2 separate regions of the Mus musculus genome follow, and region 1 is linked to region 2. A link is a contact called in public promoter capture Hi-C data. All regions are on one chromosome and are shown on one strand. Each heading gives the region's core, a stretch centred on a gene start, on an enhancer-like site or on the middle of the called end of the contact. The rest is flanking DNA. Distances are from core to core; before and after follow the strand shown. Region 1 overlaps Cog6 (component of oligomeric golgi complex 6). Region 2 holds the start of Mgarp (mitochondria localized glutamic acid rich protein).

Region 1 (3,701 bases), core at 384-2,883, 1.6 Mb after region 2:
AAGCCAGCCCAGAATAGCCAGCACATCCCACTGATGCTCTAACACTCATGCAGTGTGGCAACCTCTGCAGTTCATGGTTAAGTCGATGGAACGCATTTCCACTGGGCACTGTCCCTTAGTCTGGGCTTATTAGAATATAACCCTATAGTGAGATGAACAGAGCCTATGTAGGCCCATTTAGGTGGCAATATATTACACTGAGTACTGTTGCACTGTGTTTGGTTTGAAAATTGAGGTGTTTTGGCTATTGACAGTCAATTTCTGAAAGAAAAAAAAAAGAGGCAGATGGGTTTTCACAGGGATTCCATGATGTGGCTACTGGGGAGTACTGCCACCTTGAATCTCTAGTTCTGCACACATGACATGTATTCATTCTCATGAATCAGGCATCTTTAATTAGGTTATATTTATGCAAATCAATACAGTCCAAAAATATAAAGCTTGGCCCTCAGTAGGCCTAAGTGCTGTTCTGATGTTAGCTTTTATAACCCGTGGTTACAGCTTCTCAGCCTACTACCGCACCACATCCCAGCGGGATCTGTCTCCTCTGTTGTACTTCCTTTCTATCAGTATTCTTTCCAAAACGCATTTGAGAGAAGTATAAAAATACTACAAAGACTGCTGCTCCAGAAATAGTTTAATATATATTAAGAAAACCAGATAACAAGAAAAAATATTTATTTCTCTTAGCAAACAAAGTGCTAAGTACATCAATCTCTTTTTCACAGTAGAAATAAATTATGTACAATGTAAGTTCCTGCCTTGTATTATGCTGTTTTGATAAATACACCATATAAATTCATTGAACTGACCAACCCGGCAGGTTGATACCACAATGGATAGCATAGTTGCTTCTGCTCTGAGTGCAAGACAGAGTTTCTAGGATGGGGTTGGAGGAAACAGACTGAGTGCACAATGTATGGCGATTGCCCGTCCTGGAACAGGCTGAAGCTGTCTGCACAGGAAGCCTGCTGAAGGGTCTTTCCCTCTCTTCCGACCTATCAGCTAAGTGTCTATTTAAATACATACAAACCTGCACCAGGCATGAAAGTAAGCAGGAAGGGACAACAGCCTGAATGTTTCTCTCCCCATCAAACCCATCAACACCTATTTTGGGATCAGAAACATGGGCTAGGTTCAAGAAGCTATTCAATTAGAGGAAAGCAGCGGGACCTTCCATAAGCGGACGCTCATTGCCAATAAAGCTGTGGTTTAGATGTTACACAGAACTTACAAGTCATCGTACTTAATCCCGAAACTCCCAGCTGACTTTATGCCTCTATTTATAATCCCAAATCACGGGGACCTTTACACTGCTATGCAGAGGCAGCTAATGGGCAAGAGAACATTGCTCCCTACAGATTCAAGTCAATATTGATTTACCTCCATGTTAGCTGAGAATGAAAGAAATTGACCTACAACCGCATACTAGGAAAACTATTAATTCTCAATCTTCAAAGTAAAGACTCATAGATTAAAAACCCTAACCACCCTTGGTGTCATTGCCAGGCAGCAATTATCTGCAAATGCCATCGACATCATCAAGAGAGCAGTGTCTTCACCTGCTCAGGTGACCTATGAAGGATGCTCTCTGGATCTTTGTATGCGTTGTCTGGATTCATCACGGCTGCATGCACTTCCGCGTAGGCTCTGCAGACGAGCTCTGTAGACTGCTTTATAATCTGCTCCCTATGGATGAGCAAACACAACCAGAAGATAACAGAAGCCCAGCAACCGCAAGCACACACATCTGGATGATGTCATGCTTCAGCCCCACGCTGCCCAGTTCCTACTAGTGGGCAGTGTTTACTGTTTATTAAAGTCTCCGTCGTCACATGCACCCTCCTGAGCCAGGGGCTGCATTTTACCCAGTGCTTGGCCATGAGGAACAGAACAGTGCCCCACATATAGATGTGCCTGCACTTAGAATGGGCTTACATCTGCTGAAACAAGCTAAAAAAAAAATGAGCGAAGAAAAATACATTTAATCTCCAAAGAGTAGAGTCACGTAAAGGTTCATCTCTTGAAGCAGTTTCTCTTGTGGGGCCTTGTAAGTGAAACCCAAAAGACCAGGCTGTTCTCCAAGACTTACAAGCTCCCCAACACAGCAAAACGTTAGAGAGGACTTTATAAATGAGCCACACTGTAAGTCACAGAGTAATAGAATAACCCCGGAGCTAATTTGCCATGAGAAAAGTGAGTGAACTAAGGGTCGATCATCTTCACGTTCCTACCAACTTCTTATGTCCTTCAAAATGCTGAACATTAAGAAATCGTTTACCCAGTTACAAGTGTCAAAATTTCAAAACTCTTAGTACAGATCAGTAAGGAAGTACACAGAGAAACCATTCTTATTAACCATGCTCTGTAAACTGGTTGTATTTGAAACAGTTATTTAAAGCACTGAGCTAACAAATGAATTGCTTGCTTCTAGAATCAGGGAGCTTGTTACTCAGTACTTAGGATTCTCGTTGCCTAACAACCCGCAGCATTGCCACAAACCTACTGGTCCTAAAAATAGCTTCTCTCCACATTCAGGTTCTGAGATCACTGAGAGTGAGCTTTCCTAGGGTGCAATCCAATGCACACCAGGAGAAAAACTTCAACAATTAAGGGCTATGCAGACAATACAGTTTGCTTTTACTGGGGCTAGGAGTTGAAGCCAGGGTTTGCCCAGACCCTCAGAAAATTCTCTACCATTGAGCCCCGAGGTCCACACAGTTCATGAACACACTCATTCAGCTTGCTAAAGACAACACTGTCTTCTACCTGCAGTGTCTCCAACCCAAAGTCATCTCCTGTAAGTAAGTACTGCTCTTCCCTCTGGCTGCCCTAAGATGCTTCTCTTATGGTAATAAGGTATCATATGACAGTGATCAAGCTTTTGGTGATCTGAGGACACTGGAGTGCCCTGTGCAACTTCTCTGTCCAGGCTTTCTTACTGTTAAGCATGCTGATCCACATCTCGCATGGCATCTGGAGAAACTTCTCGCATTAATAAGCCCTGCCTGGTCCCTCAGGAGGGATGGATGTTGTATTTTAGATAGTGTACTTTCCAGGTCTAAGTGCAGCAGGCTGTAACTTCCTTCCTTCCTTATTCTCTCGGTGTACTGATGCTTTCCTTTAGTGCACAGACACGTTTCCAAGGCTCGCTGTAAATATCTGCTCATGGCACACACATCAGCTGTGGCTCTGTTTCTATTAACTGATCATTTTTCTCTTTTGGGTTCACGTTTCCTGTTCCTAAGCAGTCCTGGGTGTTCCTACAGTTCTGGATGGACTCATGTCTTCATGTACGACGCTCCCAGTCATCCTTCAAAGCAGTGAGTTCTGCTAGGAAGTCAGTGAGCTGAGTTCAAGATTAGCATGGTATTTAGTGTGAGCTCAGGACTCCAACAACCCATCTTTATCCTACTTCCTGGGGTCTCCTGAGCACTGTCCAGGCTATAGTTGCTTTTCTGCAGATAAGTTTCCAGAAGTTATTCTATCATGTTTGCTTTCCTTTACTTAATTAAGAACTTGTTTAGTTTTGTTTATACAGGTTATTTGTTTATACAGATAATGAATATAGTTGCTAGCTCCAAGAAAAACACACCCCACTTCCTTCAAACCAAAATAAAGAAAATAACCCCCACAAAACAAAAACCAATTATTTCACTAAGCCCATGCTTTTACTTTTAATAAATATAAAAAAATTTGAA
Region 2 (3,737 bases), core at 591-3,090:
CCTTTAATCCCAGCAATTGGGAGGCAGAGTTAAGAGGATCTCTAAGTTTGAGGCCAGCCTGGTCTACAGAGTGAGTTCAGGACAGCCAGGGCTACACAGAGAAACCCTGTCTTGAAAATTATTAGTAATTATTCAGTAGAAGTAGACTTGCCTATGGGGCCTTAGATAGACCTTAGATTCGATCCCTAGTACCACAAAAAAAAAAAAAAAAAAAAAAAAAAAAAAGGTGAAAATTAAAATAAGGTCAGTTCCCCTGCATCCAGGACTACTCACTGCACATTTATGTCTTATTTTGATCTAATGGGAGGAGTGGGAGGCAGAGGATGTAAGAAAGTATGATGTCGATGCAGGACTCAAGGGAGTACAGGGGGCTGCAGCCAAGCCTCAAGACCTAGTTCAGTTTCTGGTACCCACTGCCTCTTGCAAGCTGACCTCAGAGCACATGCAGGTTCTGATGGGTGCGTGCCTATGCCTCTAAGCCTGTGCTTGTGGGAGAGATGGGGTGGGGGAGTGGGGGGGAGGGAGGGATGGAGAGAGAGAGGGAGAGAGAGAGAGAGGGAGGGAGGGAGGGAGAGAGAGGGGGGGGGGAGGGAGGGAGGGAGAGAGAGAGAGTTTTCTGTGGAGGATGAGGTCAGTCTCATCTCTTTCTTTATCTGAGCACCAGAACAGTCCCCATTATAATCAGTTTAAAATAAATGGCGTCTCCTCACTTCTGCAAGTTGCTCTCTTATGAGGTATACACATACAGAGGGGAAAGGCGTTCTAGTACTTGTGGGAAGACTTCTTTTAAGCATCATTTAAAAGAATAGGTGACTAGATCTCTTTCTTGAGACCATCCACCACCAACACAGGCCTAATCAAAGCAGGGTGAACAAGTGCTTAAAGCAAAGCAAAGCAAAGCAAAGCTCGCTCTGGCTCATGGATTTCCACAGGCGTTTTTCTGTCTTTCTCAGTCAAATCTTTGCTTTGGATGCTGCCTCCGATGCCCCAAGGAGTGGGGCAAAGTACAGAATAATTAACTTTCTAGTGTCCAAGATCTGTGCCCCAGTGAGTGATGAACAGAGAGGGTGGGCAGCTAGGAGAGGACCTGCAAACCAGCCCAAAGCCTGTAAGCTCTTATAGTCCAGGATGCTGCTTCTTTAGAAAATTTCCAAGAGCGCATTTCCTCACGCATTCCCTAATCCGAAGCTGACGGAGCTGCAAGCTTGTCAGCAACATCAGAAGAGTACCCCGAGGCCTCACTTCGAAGGGATGATCAGGGCCACAAGAAGCCGGGGGTTTATCACCGCCAGGGATCAGTGAACCGACACTTCTTCTAGGGCCCACCTGCGAACACGTGAACACCCCACGTCCACCTACCTATCCGTTCCTTCACCTCTTCGGAGAAACTAGTGGTTCATTGAATAGAAAACCGTGGAACTCTAGGAGAAAGCCAAACCCTCTTCGAAGTGGTTCTTTTCACTCCATATCTACTGATCATAACCCACAGTCACTTAAAAAAAATGAAGGAACATTACTTGCCGGAGATCAGGAATTCAAGACTGGAACCCAGGAAGTCTAATTTGGATTCAGAGGCCATCCTGGAAAAGGTCCTTATTCCCAAAGTTTCCAAGAAATTCGGAGGGCTGGCCTGAGACCCTCCCTCACTGTTCCTTCACTGGCCCAGGGTTCGGGGCGCTGGTGCCCAGCCTGGACGGGTAGAGAAGTGTGGGACACTCACCGTCCTTCCCCAGCGGCGCGGGACCCGGGGGCGCCCTCCGGGGCAGCGCCAGAGTCTTGGACACAGCCCTGCGGAGATACATCGCCAGATGCGCTCAGATTCAGCAGCGGATCAAGCAACCCAGGCTCAGAGGGAGGAGCCAGGGAGCGCCCCGCCCCGGGTGGGACTCCAGATCCCGTGCGTCCCAGCCCCGGGGGATGTGGGAAGGGGATCGAGTTAGTGGTTAGCACCTTGGTCCCCTTACCCAGCTCTAATAGAGTTGCAGTCCCGTGCTCCCCAGCAGTCGCTTAATGGCTGCATCTCAGAAGAGGCTAGGGAGCTTAGAAGTCGCTGTTACGTGCCTGACCCGCTCTGTCCCATGGAGTTATCTCCCGAGCACGCAGGACACGTTTAGAGAAGCGCGCTTGATTCAGGATTCATGCGCAGACGGAATGTATTCTCCAGGTGGAAGACCACTTTATTCCACACACTGTGTTAGCATTCCCAGGAAGAGGTAGCGGGAAACTTAAGAGACGACTTTACAGGCTTATGATTAAAGGAAGGGTAAGGTTTCCCCCTGGCGATGGCTGAGTTCTAAGCCAGCCAGGACTTTTAAATATAGGGTAAAGAGTTTATCTAGCATGGGTTCGATACCCAACAGCGCATAAAACCAGACATGGTGGCGCAAGAAGTTACTCCCAGCACTCAGAGGGGGAGGTAGGATGCTCAGGAGTTCAAGATCTTTGAGGACACCGTAGGCTACAAGAGACCCCGCTTCAAAAATGAATGAATGAATGAATGAACCACTGAAGGCACTAGGCGGTGGTGTGTGTGTGTGTGTGCGTGTGTGTGTGTGTGTGTGTGTGTGTGTGTGTGTGTGTGTGTGACCAAAACAATCCACTAACAGGAAAGTTAGGTAAAGGGCTCTCTGGGGGGAGTAGCAACCGCTCTTAAACACTAAACCATCTCTCCAGTCTGAACTGTGAATCTTGTTTTTTTTTTTTTTGTTTTGTTTTTTGTTTTTTAATTTATTATATGTAAGTACACTGTAGTTGTCTTCAGACACACCCGAAGAGGGCCTCAGATCTCATTACGGATGGTTGTGAGCCACCATGTGGTTGCTGGGATTTGAACTCAGGACCTTTGGAAGAGCAGTCAGTGCTCCTAACAGTTGAGCCGTCTCACCAGCCCCGAATCTTGGTTTCTTGAGACAGGTTTTCTCTGTGTAGCTCTGGGTGTCCTGAAAATCGCTCTGTAGAGCAGGCGAGGCCAGCTGTTTTCAGGAGCCAGGGCTACACAGAGAAACCCCGTCTCAAGAAACCAGGATCCCTGCCCCCTGCCTCCGCAGTGTTGAGATTAAAGGCATAGGCCACTACCACCACCACCACAGAGCGTTGTGAGTCTTGTAGACCCGAGTAAAGCGACTGAGGAAAGCTCTGAAGCATAGTCGATGCGTGATGTATGCTCAGCCCGATGGAAGAGTCAGTGCCGGGTCACGATTTCTCTGCTCCTTTCAGTCTGGTAAGTGAACATAGTTGCATCTGTATGCCCGCCCCAGCTGGGAGAGATGGTATGTCTACACTGTGAGCTTCAGACCTACTCTCTGGGTTCTTTTCATATTTTAAAGAGCCGTTTCCCAAACAAACACCCAAGCACTTTGGTTGTCAGTTTCACTGAATTTTCAGCTGCTTCTCCATCACCCCAGGGCATTTTTGTTAGTTTCTGCTGTAGCTGACTAAAGGTGCAGACAGTTCCCGGCTGCGGGACAGATTCTTCACTGCCCTTGAGAAAATCCTTGACATTTTTCTGTTCTCTTTCAGAAAACACCGAGGGTCAGAAATAAGTTGGCTTAACTCAGATGACCTCCAGTTAATCTTTGGTTGTTGATAAAGACAGAAATTTGAAAACAATGTTAAGGTCCAGTGCCAGCAATAATCATGATTTTGTGGCTTATGTGCTGGTAATTTAAGGTCTTTGGGGTCTGGAGACCAGCAAGTCTGAGGACCAAGTTGGATCCCCTGGATTCACATAATGGAAA

What was found. Promoter capture Hi-C pulls out the DNA fragments that hold promoters and counts their contacts.
Region 1: a contact with region 2 is called in a promoter capture Hi-C map of hippocampal neurons, with 7 times the contacts expected there. The contact joins the enhancer-like site here to the promoter of Mgarp in region 2. A contact is called at or near these places in 3 of 39 promoter capture datasets (hippocampal neurons, liver and pre-B cells) and 1 of 9 other capture datasets (adipose tissue).

Annotation. Positions count from the first base shown.
Region 1 is chr3:52,981,503-52,985,203 of GRCm38.p6, forward strand. It overlaps Cog6 (component of oligomeric golgi complex 6), which reads right to left. Exons shown (of 19, transcript NM_026225.3): 19 at 621-1,689. The coding sequence ends at 1,542. Among named protein-coding and RNA genes, the nearest start is that of Gm30402, 25 kb to the left of the region's middle. Within about 2 kb of position 1,634, at least 36 of the 459 cell types and tissues checked have an H3K27ac peak or open chromatin away from gene starts, as enhancers often do. A contact at or near this core is called in hippocampal neurons, where this site is marked.
Region 2 is chr3:51,394,707-51,398,443 of GRCm38.p6, forward strand. It overlaps Mgarp (mitochondria localized glutamic acid rich protein), which reads right to left and starts at 1,841. Exons shown (of 4, transcript NM_026358.3): 1 at 1,721-1,841. The coding sequence starts at 1,802.